Regions from separate parts of the Anas platyrhynchos genome. Here region 1 is linked to region 2. Evidence: chromatin contacts called from public Hi-C data. All regions are on one chromosome and are shown on one strand. The core of a region is the stretch at or near the end of the contact, and the rest is flanking DNA. Distances in the headings are between cores, read along the strand shown. Region 1 has its middle 61 kb from the start of TSHZ1. Region 2 overlaps TSHZ1 (teashirt zinc finger homeobox 1).

Region 1 (6,886 bases), core at 2,758-5,257, 36 kb after region 2:
GTAGATGAAAATTTTGAGGGCTCTGGTGTTTTACTTGCTTAACAAAATGAAGCACAAAGACAGTATGATCTCATTCTTTGGATTTTTAATGCTTTTGAGTACTGCATTTCTGAAAAAAAAAAAAAAAAAAAAAAAAAAAAACGTATTTAAAAAATGCACACAAGTTAAATCTGAGTTAGTTATTCTTTACATCAAAATTGGTGTGCACTTTTATTTCTTGTTTCAAAAAGGTTTCAACAAAGGTAAGTTTGTGCTATTCTGTTAGTAGGTACTAAAGCTACAACATGGAAGAGACTTCTTCACAACCTTTCAGGACTTCTCTTGAAGAAAAAAGATGTAGGAGCTTTGAGAACCATAGTATTCTCTGTAAACCTGTAAACCTGTTCTGTGACTTATTCAAAATCCACTGTATCTGTTTCTTTTCAAAGTTGTATGCAGCTGCTGCATTTTTTTAAGCAATACATTGCCAGTGTTTACATGCTTGCTTCTATCTGTTCTTAGAGGGAAAGATCTTGGTTTGTCAGTTTCACAGGTCTGACTTTCACTTCTGTGCACTTTTTTTTTTCTTTTTTTTTTTTTGTATTGCTATTTTGGCATTGATGCATACCATTGCAAATTTGAGAGATCTGTGTACTGATGACATTATTCCTGAATGAAATGATTTTTTTTTTTCCTCTTTCCTTTTTAATAGCATTTGGTTGGATATTCACTAATGTCTTCTGCAACATAACTTTGTTACACCTTTCTCTGGATAGTTACGCTGGTAATAATGACACCATACATAATCTGTCCTTATCATAGAGGCCACTAATATGCAATTGCAATTAGGTATAAAGGCATAAAAATATGCACATTATCTTGCATTAGACTAATCAGCGCATAGTGCATCAGCTTTTGCCTATGATTTATAAAGCCATCTCAGAATTTGAGTGTGTTATTATTCTTTATATGGCAGGGGTCCTGGTTAGAAGACCTCTAAGGAGAGGCCAGTTTCCATGTGGAGTGTTCTCACAGCTCTGTAGGTGTTGGTCTCCTCACTGATTCAGTATTGAGTTACTCTCCCAGCATGAAAGTAACAGGAAATGGAATTTTACCATCTGTTCACTGAAATTTAAAACGGGGTCCCTTTCTGTCCATGTATGAGAAAAGAAGGCTAACCCCAATTTACTAGCCAAACACTAATTTAAATAATGTGATTCTTCCAAATTTTTATTTTCCCTACTGTTCTGAATTTGTTTTCATCATGTTTCATGTGGTTTTGTATAGCTTCTCTTCATCAGTGTGTGTAGTCATCTTCATCCTAGAGGTAGGTATAGTGGCTGCGTTTAGGGATGAAAGATGCTCTTTTACTTAAAGGTGATATTGTAGCTAAGGGAATAAAACAGTATTCAAAACTGTGTTTTGAAAAAGGAGAATATTTTACCAGTCTATTTAGATGATACAGGTTACCTAAGGTTAGGTTCTTTTATGAAACGTACTTCTTTATCCAGCGTCTTCATTAGCTGTAATTTTTTCACTAGTGTATAGCAACACTGTTTTTAGAATAGTTTAGCACCAAGAGATCAGAACTGCAGACACTGATACATGGCTAATGGAGTTACTCATTTTCAGACAACCAGTGTTGGAATAGATGATGATTATAAAAGCCTTCCCACTGTGAACGAGGAGCTCCAGTTACTCTACTGTGAAGATCACTTTTTTTGCATTCCTCTCTTCAGTCCTGTCTAGTGACCTGCTGAGTCAAGGGTCAGCATGGTCAAAATATGTCTAGCGAGTTTTTATCCTAATTACTGTAGTTGTTGCCTCTTTTCTTTCTTCTTTTTTTCTTTCTTCTTTCCTTGTAAAAAATGAAGTTTAATTTTGATTAGCTATGGTCCATCTTGTGTTTTTTATTTGTTTTGTTTTTATTTTTCAGTGTTTCTTACTTCTGGTTAAACTTCTTAATTTTTTTTTTGTTTGTTTGTTTTAGGATTAACTGTTAAAATTATTGTTCTCAAAAAAGCATTTTCGTAACTAAATTGTTCAAGACATAATGTCTTGACAATCAGTACAACATAGTTCTAAAGAAATTTAATATAGTGACTGTATGTCTGTCCAGAGTTGTGGTGTCACCATTGGCTGAAGAAGGAGATAAAAGCCTGACAGATTCCGGATCAGGTTTGTAGATGCAGGACACCTGCAGCTAAATGCCACATGGTCACTATGGTAAGGAGGGTTGAGTCTGGTTGCCTGCAGCCCATCTGCAGAAGTAGCCCAGAGCTAATTCATGTGCTAAGAACAGCCTACATGATGAAACCTTAAGGGATGATGGGACCTATTAAGCAAATATAAGCCAATCTTCAAGACCATGCAGTTGGAAATCATCTGTCGTGGCATGTATGGCAACTTGACTGGCCTTCTGCCTAGTGTGTACAGACTGAAGTTTGTATTTGAGCTTGTCTGAGAAGCACAAAGGTGGGATTGTTCTCACAGTTCAAAACCAAAAGATGACATGTATAAGGGTGGAATCCAGAAAGCAGCATGCTAAAAATCATATGGTAAGAAATAGTGCCCAAAGCTCTCGACCAGCAGGTAGAGGTCAAATGACTAGAGCATGCTCTCAGGTGCGGGTTCTTACTCCCCAGAAAGTTTATAATCAACACAAAACAAGCAGTTAAGTTCAGTCCAACATAATCTGGGATGGAAGATCCAATAGCTAAGTGAAAGCAGTTTCTCTCAGATAAGTTCACTAGTGGACTAGTGTGTGTTAAATCAGTCTAGCAAAACATGTTAACCTGCCAGCTGGAACTTCAGTTTAATTTTTTCATACTGTACATGGCCGTGCTCACAATCTCTTCACCCCTTGCCACTCCTTTCAAGAGGAGCATGGATGCCCAAGACTGCATAGTACTGAGGTCAAATATCACTCCAGCTGAATTACTTGAAATCATAAGTGTTAGTATTTTTGAATGGCAGGATACATCACTACGTCTTGGAAATGGACATAGTCCTCAGATCCAGAAAGACAGATTGGGTCACACACCATTTTCCATCATTCTGCAGCCAGTGAAGACCATTGCTGTAAAATCCTGAAGACTTCCTCTGGAAGTGAAACCCCACTAGTGAAAAATATTTTCAGCTCCTCTTCCTTTTCCCTCTCTCCTCAGTTTTACACTGTGTATTTGGACATACAAAGAGAGCATGGTAGTTTAATCTGAGCATTTCTGAATAGCAATGTTCTGCAAAAACTAACCTTCTTCTTCAAGTCTTGGTTTGCTTTAGTTTATTGCTGCACAGTGCCAACGTGTAACATCTTATTTGTTGTCATGGAAGCACTGCTACAGGCTCAGTGTCAAGAACATCCTCTTCCCCCCGCTCTCCCTCAGCCTCCAACATAGCGAGGAGATCCAGCAGAGCGGCCCTGCAAGTCACCCTCCTTCTGCAAAGAGTTAGAGCTGGACTGGGAGGGAAAGGATCTGGAGAGCTGCAAATTCAATCTTAATAAAAGGGTAAAAAGTTTTATGTTTCCAGATGACCAGCTGAACCAGCTGAGCCCTGCCACACAATACATGGCTCTTGAAAACTCCGTCCTTTGGCTTCAGGATTTTTGGCTCCTTGCTTAGTGCTCATAAAGGTAAAAAAGTTGCATAGATCACTTCTGCTCATACTGTGTTCCAGGGGAAAAACTAGACCAGCTGTACGTAGGATGTGGGATTCATTGGTGTTTTGTCTCATTGGTATAAGTCACTCCCTAGGCATTTTCATTCTGACTTTTTTTCCAGTTTAGACTGAATTACTTTGGAAACAATTTAAGCCAAACTGGAAGAAGCCACTTTTATTCTGTAATAAGAAGAACTGTCCAGGGCTGCTGTGGCAAGGAAACTGTAAAAGACTCGATGTAAACAAGCTCTAAGCTTACTAATGTGCAAATACTGTCACCAAAAATCACTGCAGCCTCAGACACTGCCCAAAATCAGTACATTATTTCACAGTCCAAGGTCAAACACGCTCAGCATATTTGCAATGGGCACACTGTATTAATAATTATAAATAGTCATATCTAAATGTTCAGCATGATGATAAAATGTGTTTCAAGGGTGCATTACATAGCACTTTTTTTTTTTTTTTTTTCCCCAGTCATGTGTGTCTTGATGTTTATATGAACTGTATTCTTAGCTGCCTCCAAAGTGCTATGTGATCTTGGAGGTCTCTTCCAACTTTAATGATTCTATGATTTAGCATTAACTGTCTTTAGTGTTTCTCATCACCACTTTTTTTTTTTTTTTTTTTTTTTTTTGGTGGAATAAAACAAAAAATTAGATAGCTTTGCTCTAGGAAAGGCAGCAGGTCTAAACTTAACATCACATGGGGATTGTCTACCCGGGTTTTGTGGGCTGGTGAGTGCCACATTTCACATATTTAAGTGTGGTTTGACAACTTGGAAACTGGAGAAGTGCAAATAAGAAATAGGACTGAGGGATGATGGAGAAGAGAGTCTAATGATCAGCAGTCATCAAAAGGGGAAAGCAGCTCACACACACAAAGAACTGGAGATTCACTGTGAGAATAAGGAAAAGATGGGACAAATAAGTGATAGTAGAATAATTGCTATTAGCAAGAGCAGACAACAAAGATTTTGAAAGCTAATCCTGAGAGGGGTGAAAATGGAAAGGCCGGGAGCCTTTGCCTATTAGGAAACAAAAGATGACCTGGCTAGGTGAAGCTGAAAGGGGCTCTGTGCTGGGAGACATGAGCACATGAGTAATGTTTGGGAACTTTACTGACCTCTTGCAAAAATTGTGGAATGAGCCTGAATTTGTTTCAGGAAGGAAAAAAGGTTTTGCACGGGACAGCTGAAGTGTTCAATGTGAAGGCTTTACACAATTGCCTGTTAAAAGCTGGAGGGTTGGGGTGAGGAAAGATAAGAAGGGAAGCCTGAGCAAAGCGTTTGAATGATGTGTGATGATGAGTGCTCTTTACCTGGCATTGCATAAGACAGGGAGAGAAGCAAAGAGGAAAGCTTTGGGGGAAATGTAATGGTCTGCTGTTGTGTTGTTCTCCTTCTCTCTCTCCCTCTCCCCCCCAAAACTATTCCTAAGAGAAATAACTACATCAAATTTGCATTGCAATAGCAATCATGGTCCAGGGCCCTGAGCATGCTGATTGCTGTAAAAACACATAGTAACAGAAGTTACCTTCTAAATTAAGACAAGACATAACAAGAGGGTGTAAAAGCAATCAGAAACAGGGGAGAAGGTGGTGCAGTTTCACAGGCTATCCATGTACATAACTTGAGTGCCTGCAAGCCTTTTAATTTTTAAAGATGTTTTAATAGATGTGTCGCAGTGTCTACTGGCCATCCACCTGGCTGCTCTCGGCTGGCAACTTCTCTATTGATATCTGGGCATCATTTTAAGTGAGCACTTAAGGTTGAGTATCAAGGGAAGGTATTTATAGTTTCAGCAGAGTGGGTTGATAGCTGTTCCAGCCCCAGATGGGAATTGGGTTACATGACAGATCAGGCTGCCTTCCAATTTTATCCAATACTAGTGATAACGGGAGGGGGGGAGGGAGGACAGCTGCAACCGTATAGTCCTTCTAGGGTTAAAGATCCTAATGCTTTAAAGAGAATGTCTAAAAGAAAATTTCTTTCTGAAATAATTTATGGAAATGCTGTGCTCCCTTTGAAGGTTCCATGTCACTGCATGGCACTACGCAATGTTCTCTTTCTTCACCTGTCAGGCAAGGACCACCTCGAAGAGTCTCACTGCTGATTACTAGTTAATTGTCATTAATAAGTGACAACTGACATTATGGGGGCTTAATGCAGAGAGAACAGAAAAGAGCCACAGATATTCTAATGAGCTGACTCCTACGTGCCCTCTATTGTTGTCGAAAATGAGGAGCTGTCGTCATTGTTCAGGAGATGGGCTTCAATTGCTCTGGAAAAATATTCTCTTTTAATTTCTTTATGCATAGATAATTCCTGGTGCACTCTCTCTCCGTCTGTCTCTCTTGCTCTTTCTTTCTCTCTCATACACACACATACAGACACACATACACCTTTCTGTGAAAACTTCCACTGAAGATATACTGTATGTATTAAGACACAGTAAAGCTTTTTACATACTTTGATTTGGATACGCGCATGTGCAAACATATGTGTATGAGCATACGCACAAACTACCTATACGCAAATCACTGAGACAAGTATTTTATTTTAAGACTCGGGGAAGGGGTGGGCACAGAAAATTTCACTAAGAAAAGGGACCAAAAGTAGATGGTCAAGACTATATGAGCTGATGTATTAAGTTAGGATCACGGAAGTCCTGTTCTGACCCTGGTGTGCACAATTTTGAAATGATGACAATGAGTGCACAAAGGTTTCAGATACAGGTACCTAAAATTAGGTCCTTGCTCTTAGTTTAAATAGCAACTTAATAATTTCAAGATTTTCCAAGCTGTCAAACAGTCAGGAGCTCCCTGGGAGGCGGTGGTGGCTGCGGATGCTCAAGGCTGCCTGCTGCAAGTCAAATCCACTCTTTGCAGTTTCTGAAAATCTCAGCCAGCAGAGGGCCAGAAATTTGGGGGAGATGATTTAATTAGGCATCAAGCTCTTGGTTGCATTTCCTCAGAGTTTTTTAGTAAACTAGGGATTCAGCTGACACTGGGCAACTATGATTGATCCAGGATAAACTGACTTCTCTACAATGCCAGATGAAATGTATATGTACATAAAAGAGGCTCTTACTTTGCAGATTGGGAATAAGCAGGATTGCTGAGGGTTCTGCTGTCAGCAGCTGCTGAGAACCTCTCCAAAACTCAGGAAATCACCTGTGATCCTTGAGGTAAAAATTCAGGTGAAACAAACTGAAGCCAGCAGCGTTGTTATGATGATGCCGTCTTC
Region 2 (7,391 bases), core at 2,207-4,706:
AAAGTGAAAAAGGGGAAGTGAAGTGAAGTTTGGCAAAGAAACAACTTTTGAGCCATTTTTTATCAGATGTAGCCAAAGGACTGCCCTTCGCTATCGATGACCGGTTTCTAAGAACTCAACTATAAGCTGCAGATGTTGAGATGAAAGTGCTCTACAAAGAAAAGTCTCATCGCCGCAGGTCTTTCTGAGTCCTCAGGCTTTTCTTCAGAAGGAAAAAAATAAAAAGATTTGTTTTACCTCTATATGTATGTGTATGTTTACCTCATACACACTTGCAAACATGAGGCCAGGCCTAGCGAAGATGACACATGGTAGTTGTCAGTAGATCTTACTTTCCCCAGACTGTATATTTTATTCTGCTAACCTGTGTGAAACAGTAAGTGTCTTGTCTTCTAAGGGACTCTGCCATATGCTACCTAATCATGGTAAAAAAAGGACTCTCCTCTTATTTTGATAAATCTTTTATAATATTTCAAATTTTATCTACATAGTTGCACAATTGTCTTTAACTTCCGTTTGTGTATGAATTTGGCTATACACTTATTTAGATGTCACTTAAGGTAATAGTGAACAATCCTGAGCCCTTGAAACCACTGTGTCATCTGTGTGGGCTCTTGTGTGGGCTCCCATTCACATAACATCTGAGCACCTTCCAAGTGTTAATGTAAAATATATGTGCAAAATACTCCTTGTAGTGAATGCACTGATGGGTGATAACCACTTTCATAACATCCTCGCCATTGTATTTTCACTTATCATGTAGCTCACACCAGGTGGCTTGTTAGCAGTTGCTAATGAGTTTGTTGTAGTGTGGGAGGTTCCCAGGTTGAGAGCTACACTTGCAGTTTTGCTCCCTCGCTTGCACTGTTTCCAAGACTTGTGTGTATTCATGTTTTAAAACTCTTCTAACACTTAATTTTGTTCTGCACGGAAATATAGATGTAGGAAACATGTGAGTCAAAGCTTATCATGATATATTTATTTGTTTGTCCCTTTAAAAAAAATAACACAACAGAAATAGTCTCTCCTCCCATCATAGTAATATTTTCTGTTTGTCTTCTCACTGAAATAGATTAGTAATAGTGTAAGTCCTAAATGGATATCCTGATGTCTTTGACTCGCTTCCATTTACTGCAGGCAAAGCCTGCTTTTCTACTTTATTTTTTTAAGATAGTAACTACTATAGCCGTAGAGAGGGAATGTTGATGTAGGTTTTACAGGAAATTTAAGGAGAAAATGATCACTTTGGGACAGATAGTAGTACCCTGTCAAGTATTATCCCATCTGCAGTAGAGTAATGAAACTCATAGTGGGAAAAGGTGGCAGAATCAGGCTATTTGATCAGGTTTAATCTATGAAGTGCCTAACCTAGTCCTTTAACCTTTAGTAGAGCTCAGTACGTAATCCACCTGTCCTCATCACCAAAGGGACAAAATGAAGAATTTGGCCTGCTGTTGAGCAGAATGAATTTCCATAGTGGATCAACCTAATGTTACAGTGATGACACGTGGTAATTTGATAGTTACCACATAATAACACGAACAATGCGGGACATACAGTACTGGATAACTCCATTGGATGTGATGGTAATTACATGGCAACTCACTGACTGTTAACACTTTGTCTTCTGATTGCTGTGCACTTATCTTGTGTCAGTGATGTAATTAGCACAGGTGTTTCTGCGTTTCAGGTATATACAGTAGACTGTGTACATTTTGTACTTTTTTTTTTTTTTTTTGAATCCTTGGCCTTTATATTTACAGGTTGGTTGTATTATGTGTAATGTTGATTTTTTTATTTTTTTTATCAACCTGCAGAGACATGCCTCTGTTCTTGCAAATTTTAGTGCTGTTCAGAGCATGTGTGTTTCCTTTATTGATGCATTTCTAACAGGAAGAAAAGAGAGAAACCTAAACAAATTTTGAAAATTAGACTAAACTAGACTAGAGCAGACTAGTCCAGTTGGAAGGGACCTACAAAGACCATCAAGGCCAACTGGCTGACCGCTTCAGGGCTAACCAAAAGTTAAAGTGTATGACTGAGGGCATTATCCAGACACCTCTTAAACAGTGCTGGACACGGGGCACCCACCAGCTGGCTCGGAAGCCTGTTGCAGTGCCTGAGCACCCTCAGGGCACAGGCACACTCCCGATGCCCAGCCTGACCCTCCCCTGGCACAGCTCTGAGCCTTTCCCCTGCATCCTGCCCTCAGATCCCAGGGCAGAGACCGGCGCCTCCTCTGCGCTTCCCCTCCTTAGGAGGTCACAGAGCACTGTGAGGCCGCCTCTTGGTGGTTTTGAACAGTTTACTTGAATTAAAGCTTGCAGACAACATGAACATTTAAATCCTGGATTTTCTCGTTAGCTAGATTTTTAAACAGTCTTTGGCTTTGTTTATAAATTACATTTATATACTTGTAAAATTACTGTCGTTATTTTCGATTAGAGAAACAAACATTTTGTCTAGAGGCTCTGAATCAAGATCAGAGACTGTTCAGTTAGTCACTGTTCAGAAACTTTGAGCACAGACTCTGCCCCCAAAGTTAAGGATCATGATGAAGGGCTAACATGGAGTAAAAGGGAAGGACAGACACTATAAAAGTAAAGTCTTGTAGCAAACTTCGTAGGGTGTATCCTTTCTTATAAAGATTATCCCTTGTATGGATTCCATTACAGGCAGTATGTAGCATACGAGCTACATTGTATTTTACTAAGTGACATCATGCTTGAAGAATACTTCTTCATTTGAACTTTTAATTTGTTTCATGAGGGATCTGTTAAGTAGACGGAGTAAAAACTTTGTTGGATGATCAGATAAACTGGCCAGTTACCCCATTATCTGTCTGGGACAGAGATAATTTTTTATCATCAGTTTTTCTTAATTCTTTCTCCTTATATAATCATCAGCATTTGCTTTCTGAAAGTTCCCAATTTCTAGCAGATCCTTAGGAAGCACAGTTACCTTCCTGAGCTGAACTGCCCATGTTACCCGCTCAGCCTACACAAGAGAAGCCCTACCTTACATGCTGCACTCCCAACTTAGCTTTTGCTAAGATACATCTTTCCAGGTTGGTCCCTTTGCACTGTATTTTCTTTCTGGAAAGAGCACGTAGGAATAAAGCATTACTTCTCAATAAGACTGAACCAGGAGCATCCCTTCAATGCTTTGTACTTTAAAAGGTTCTGATTTCTTCTTCTAGAGATGGTTTCTAGATTGGGGAATACTATTTGTAGCAGTTTTAGGAAAAAATCAGCTAAATGTATAGTTGCTGTAATTCTCTTCCTCAGCACAGTGCCACCTTGCCCATTTCCATCTTTCCATGCCTTTGATTGATTGGTGTGTGCTTGTGTTTTATATGCATCTTGCCAAAGCCCTGTGAGTTTATGGTGCTGTCAGTGCTATGGAAAGTTTGCTGACACCAAAGATGTAGCAAACATAACTGTGAAAATTTCTCACTATCACCATTGTTTTGCTTCTGCCCTTCTGCTGAAGGTTACCGCTCCCACAGCAGCAGGGATTACCACTCCTATCAGCAAACAGAATGTATCTCCATTCCTCAGCTGCTTCTGTGCAAAGTCCCAGCATCATCACTTGAATCCATGTTCACTGGCAGACTGCAGCAGATGCAGCTCAATTTGTTCTTAGAAATGAGCTGAGCTTCAGCTACTCCTCTTTTCACGAACTAAATCCAGTTCCTTGGAAGTACTTTGTGATTGAACACCAGTGTAAATTCTATATGTACAGGTGTACAGTGAGTGAAATGTTCTGAAGTGATACATATCCTTTAGAAACTTGCAGCTCTGTAGTCTTTGCATGACATGGGAACCATGAAGTACTTTAGATATCTCTTGGTACCAAAGATGAATCTAAAGCACTAGCAGTTCATTCTATCGGCCTTCATCTTTGTCTGGCATGCTAAAACACTGGGGATAAATCTGTTCATCTGTTCTCAAGTTTCCCTGCTTCCTAAAGAAAATAGTCTCAAAGTCTTTTTTTTTTTTTTTTTTTTTTAAGGCAAACAGCAAGTGGAATGCTGAGATGTACAATCATAATGTAAAAGTACAAGGATACAGTAATGGGTGCTGAGCTGTGGAAGGGTAGGGTAGATACAAGCGTAAGTGCATGGTAGAAAATGGGTTGGAGAGCATTCATAGCCTAATCCTGATGTAATTTAAGACTGAATGGCTAAATTAAGATTTCCTTAAGTTTTTCCTGTGATATATTCCTGTGACAAGTTTCCTATGTGAGAAAACACTGTCTACTATTCTACTTAGCTCTTGGTTACGTTTCCCAGTAGTTGTGCTGGAGACAGCTGGAAGAGGTTGCCCAAAAGTTTAGGTGAAGCTTAGGTGGTTTCACACATATAAAAAATGGTTCTTTCTTCATACTGTTTTTTTTTTGTGAGACCCCTTTTCTTCTTGTTTAAAAACCCTCCTGTTTTTTCATTGGCCTTTCCTTTGTGTAATTCCATTTTCTTTATTGGAGCGGAACATGATGTACAACTGGATGAAACAAAAAACCTGTACTCCCAGAACTTTTCCTTACTGTCTTTTTTTCCAGATAATAAAAAAGTTGTGAAGAAAGAGAGCACTGTTCTTTTATCTTTTTCCATTTTTTTGTCTGCGCTTCTGGGGCATATTATCTAGCCCAAGAAAAGCTTTTGAGTGTGTGCATGTGTGTGTGTGTATTTATGTATAAACAAACTTGTGAGTAAAATCCTGCAGAGTGGTAGTAAAACATCTGCTTAGTTCAGTGTATTGTGAAGCACAAGGCCAAAAGCTGACTGATTCTACATCTTGAGAAAGGTGTGTATACAACCACATGTATCTTAGGGACATTTTATTGCATTTTGATTATTTTTACGCTTGTGCAGGGTAGAATGAAAAAAGAATTGCTTTCGTTCCTATTTTCTTCCAACGAGGCTCTGCTAAATGCGCCAGGTCGATTTTCAACACTCCATCTCAACTTTGCGGAGATTGCCAGTTGAGCCTAAGGAAATCATAACATTTACAAACTTGATTCCTCTTAGTTATGCATATGCAATTTGGGGTTCCTCATTTGCAGCCAATGGATTCATAGCTGCATCAGTGTCAAGCTGGTTAAAGTGCGAACAGAATCAGATTTACAGGATCTTTGAACTCCTCAGTGATTAATGAAATTCTTAATTCTGGAAGTGTGACAGGAGGATAATCTCGACAATATTTCCCCCTGCTTTCTGTGGGTGGAGGGATTTGAAGCCAGCAATGGCAGTTCAGCCAGCAATGACCTGTTCCACTACAGCGATTCACTTAGTCGGGCTAGAATCTCCCAAGTAAATCCTTTTTAATTTCCCACATGCACCTGTACCTCATGCTCGCGTGGTTGGAGATCTGTCATGCTAAATTTTACTTCCACCATTCAGAGTTTGACCAAGAACCTAAATACTCCCTGATTTTAAGCTTGTTCCTGAAGGAACACTGCTGGTGCCTGGTGACTTCAAAATCTGTCTCGAAGGATGGGAGTTAGAAGACCTGGGCTCTTTTCCTCTCTTCCTTGGGCCTTAGTTTTTGCACTTGTAAAACGAAGTTAGCAGTAGTTACCTTCCTGTATGAAGGATTTTGAGATTTATTTACCAAAGAACATTAGATAAGTGCCAATATGGCAATCTTATGAATGTGTAGAGTGGCTAATGACTACAGGAAGCTGGCCTCAGTTTTGTTGTGTACTCTTTTCCCAGTAAACTTCAGTGTGGAAGAATATTACCTATGCAGCCATTCTCTAGCAACTGATCTGTGTGCCAGTACAGATGCAGCGTGGTTTGTAGACAGATCTGCCAAGATCTCTTTAGAAACCAGTTCATCACCATGGCAGTTCAGGTTCTTGAACAAAGGTTGGACAGATACATAATTACTGTGGTAGGTCTTGTCGTTTATGGTTGGTAAATTTATATATATATATATATGTATTTTTGAAACTGGTGGCTGTGCTTTTTATTATATACATTATGATCAGCCATACAACTGGGACTTTCAGGGCACTTTGGGATTTGAAGTTCAGTGAGAGCGAATGAGTGCAAACTGCAATTAATAAGTTGTGAAGAGACTGATTGTTGCAGCTCAAATGGTGAACTGATGTAGTTACCCAAAAAAAGATTGGGAAGCAATGACCTAACTGTCACCCCATGGAGAATGAGCCTGGTCTTAAATTTGTGAAATATCCCTGTTTTACAACACCGACTATAAGAAAGAATTCTGTTAAAAGTTAATGGAGGAGTTCCAATGGAACCCTATTAGATTCTTCCTCCATTAAATGACTGATACAGACTTTTAATGGAAGTTTTAACTAGGCATTGTTATCAAAAGGACTATTGCACAAATTAAAACCAATCCCATAATCAGTGAAGAGAAGCTGGATTTACTCCTCTGCCTTTGGCGTGGGGGAGTCTGCATGTGTTTGTGTGTACAACTGAAAGGATCGAGAAAATGGTGAAGGAGAGGAAGATGGCAGAAAATGTATTAGTGTTGGGAAACAGGATGTTTATGCTTTCAGAAACATTAAAATTGGCCAGTAAAAGTATTGTGTAGGTAAAGCAGGTGAGATGGCACACCTAAATTTTTATCTACCAAACAAGTTTGGAGAAAGAAAAAAAGGAAGAGTCTCTGTTTAAGAGCTGTAATAGTTCTCCTGTTAGTGATCCAGTTTAAAATAACAATTTAATGCCAGCATAAGGCCTGATCCTGTGAAGTACTGAGTGACCTCAGCTTCCATGAAAATGAGTGGGCATTGAGGGGAGGGTTTCCTTCTTAGAGAGCCTGGCCATCATACACTCATCCAGTGTTACTCTGATCCTCATTAAGGTAGTCTCAGGGCAGGTGGTGGTACCTTTCTGTTCTGAACATAAGGCCACATGTTCGCACAGATGCAGAAAAGGTGGTTTGTCGTAAAGTCAATATAAAAGTCAATTTGAAGCTGTCTCATGTCTCCTGCTATGATGGCAGTATGAAGTGTTTACGGGAAAGGCAGAGGATTTTATGTTTTGTTTCAAACTAAGGCGTTGGCTGGGTGTTACGATGTTTAGAAGTTTTCTTTTAAAAAGCAACAGGGAAGGAGTTTACAGTCTCTGAAGTTAATGCCTGTGAAATTCAGTTTTTGGACATGCTTTTGCTTTCCCGTGCAGAGTGCATGCCTTTCGGTAGTGCCCCTGCAGTGACCTCCTCCCTAACCTGGATAGATTACCCACGAGGGGTCATTTGGTTTCCATCCTTGTGTAGCCATGGCCATCTCATTTAAAGGGATCCTGCCGCACAGGTCTCTTAGTCCCCTTTGTGGTACAGTGACAATTACACATTCTGTTAGCAGATGTCATCTTGGTTAACTCACTGCTCATTCCAGTGAATGAGAACTGTTTTAAA

What was found. Hi-C and Micro-C count contacts between places; a contact is called where the count stands out from the background.
Region 1: a Hi-C map of F5 follicle shows a contact between it and region 2, with 2.6 times the contacts expected there. The contact joins two enhancer-like sites. A contact is called at or near these places in 2 of 8 Hi-C or Micro-C datasets (F5 follicle and small yellow follicle).

What each region holds. Positions count from the first base shown.
Region 1 is chr2:61,389,389-61,396,274 of IASCAAS_PekinDuck_T2T, forward strand. No RefSeq gene overlaps it. Among named protein-coding and RNA genes, the nearest start is that of TSHZ1, 61 kb to the left of the region's middle. Within about 2 kb of position 4,008, at least 4 of the 8 cell types and tissues checked have an H3K27ac peak or open chromatin away from gene starts, as enhancers often do. A contact at or near this core is called in F5 follicle and small yellow follicle, where this site is marked.
Region 2 is chr2:61,353,600-61,360,990 of IASCAAS_PekinDuck_T2T, forward strand. All of the region lies in intron 1 of TSHZ1 (teashirt zinc finger homeobox 1), which reads left to right. Among named protein-coding and RNA genes, the nearest start is that of TSHZ1, 25 kb to the left of the region's middle. Within about 2 kb of position 3,457, at least 4 of the 8 cell types and tissues checked have an H3K27ac peak or open chromatin away from gene starts, as enhancers often do. A contact at or near this core is called in F5 follicle and small yellow follicle, where this site is marked.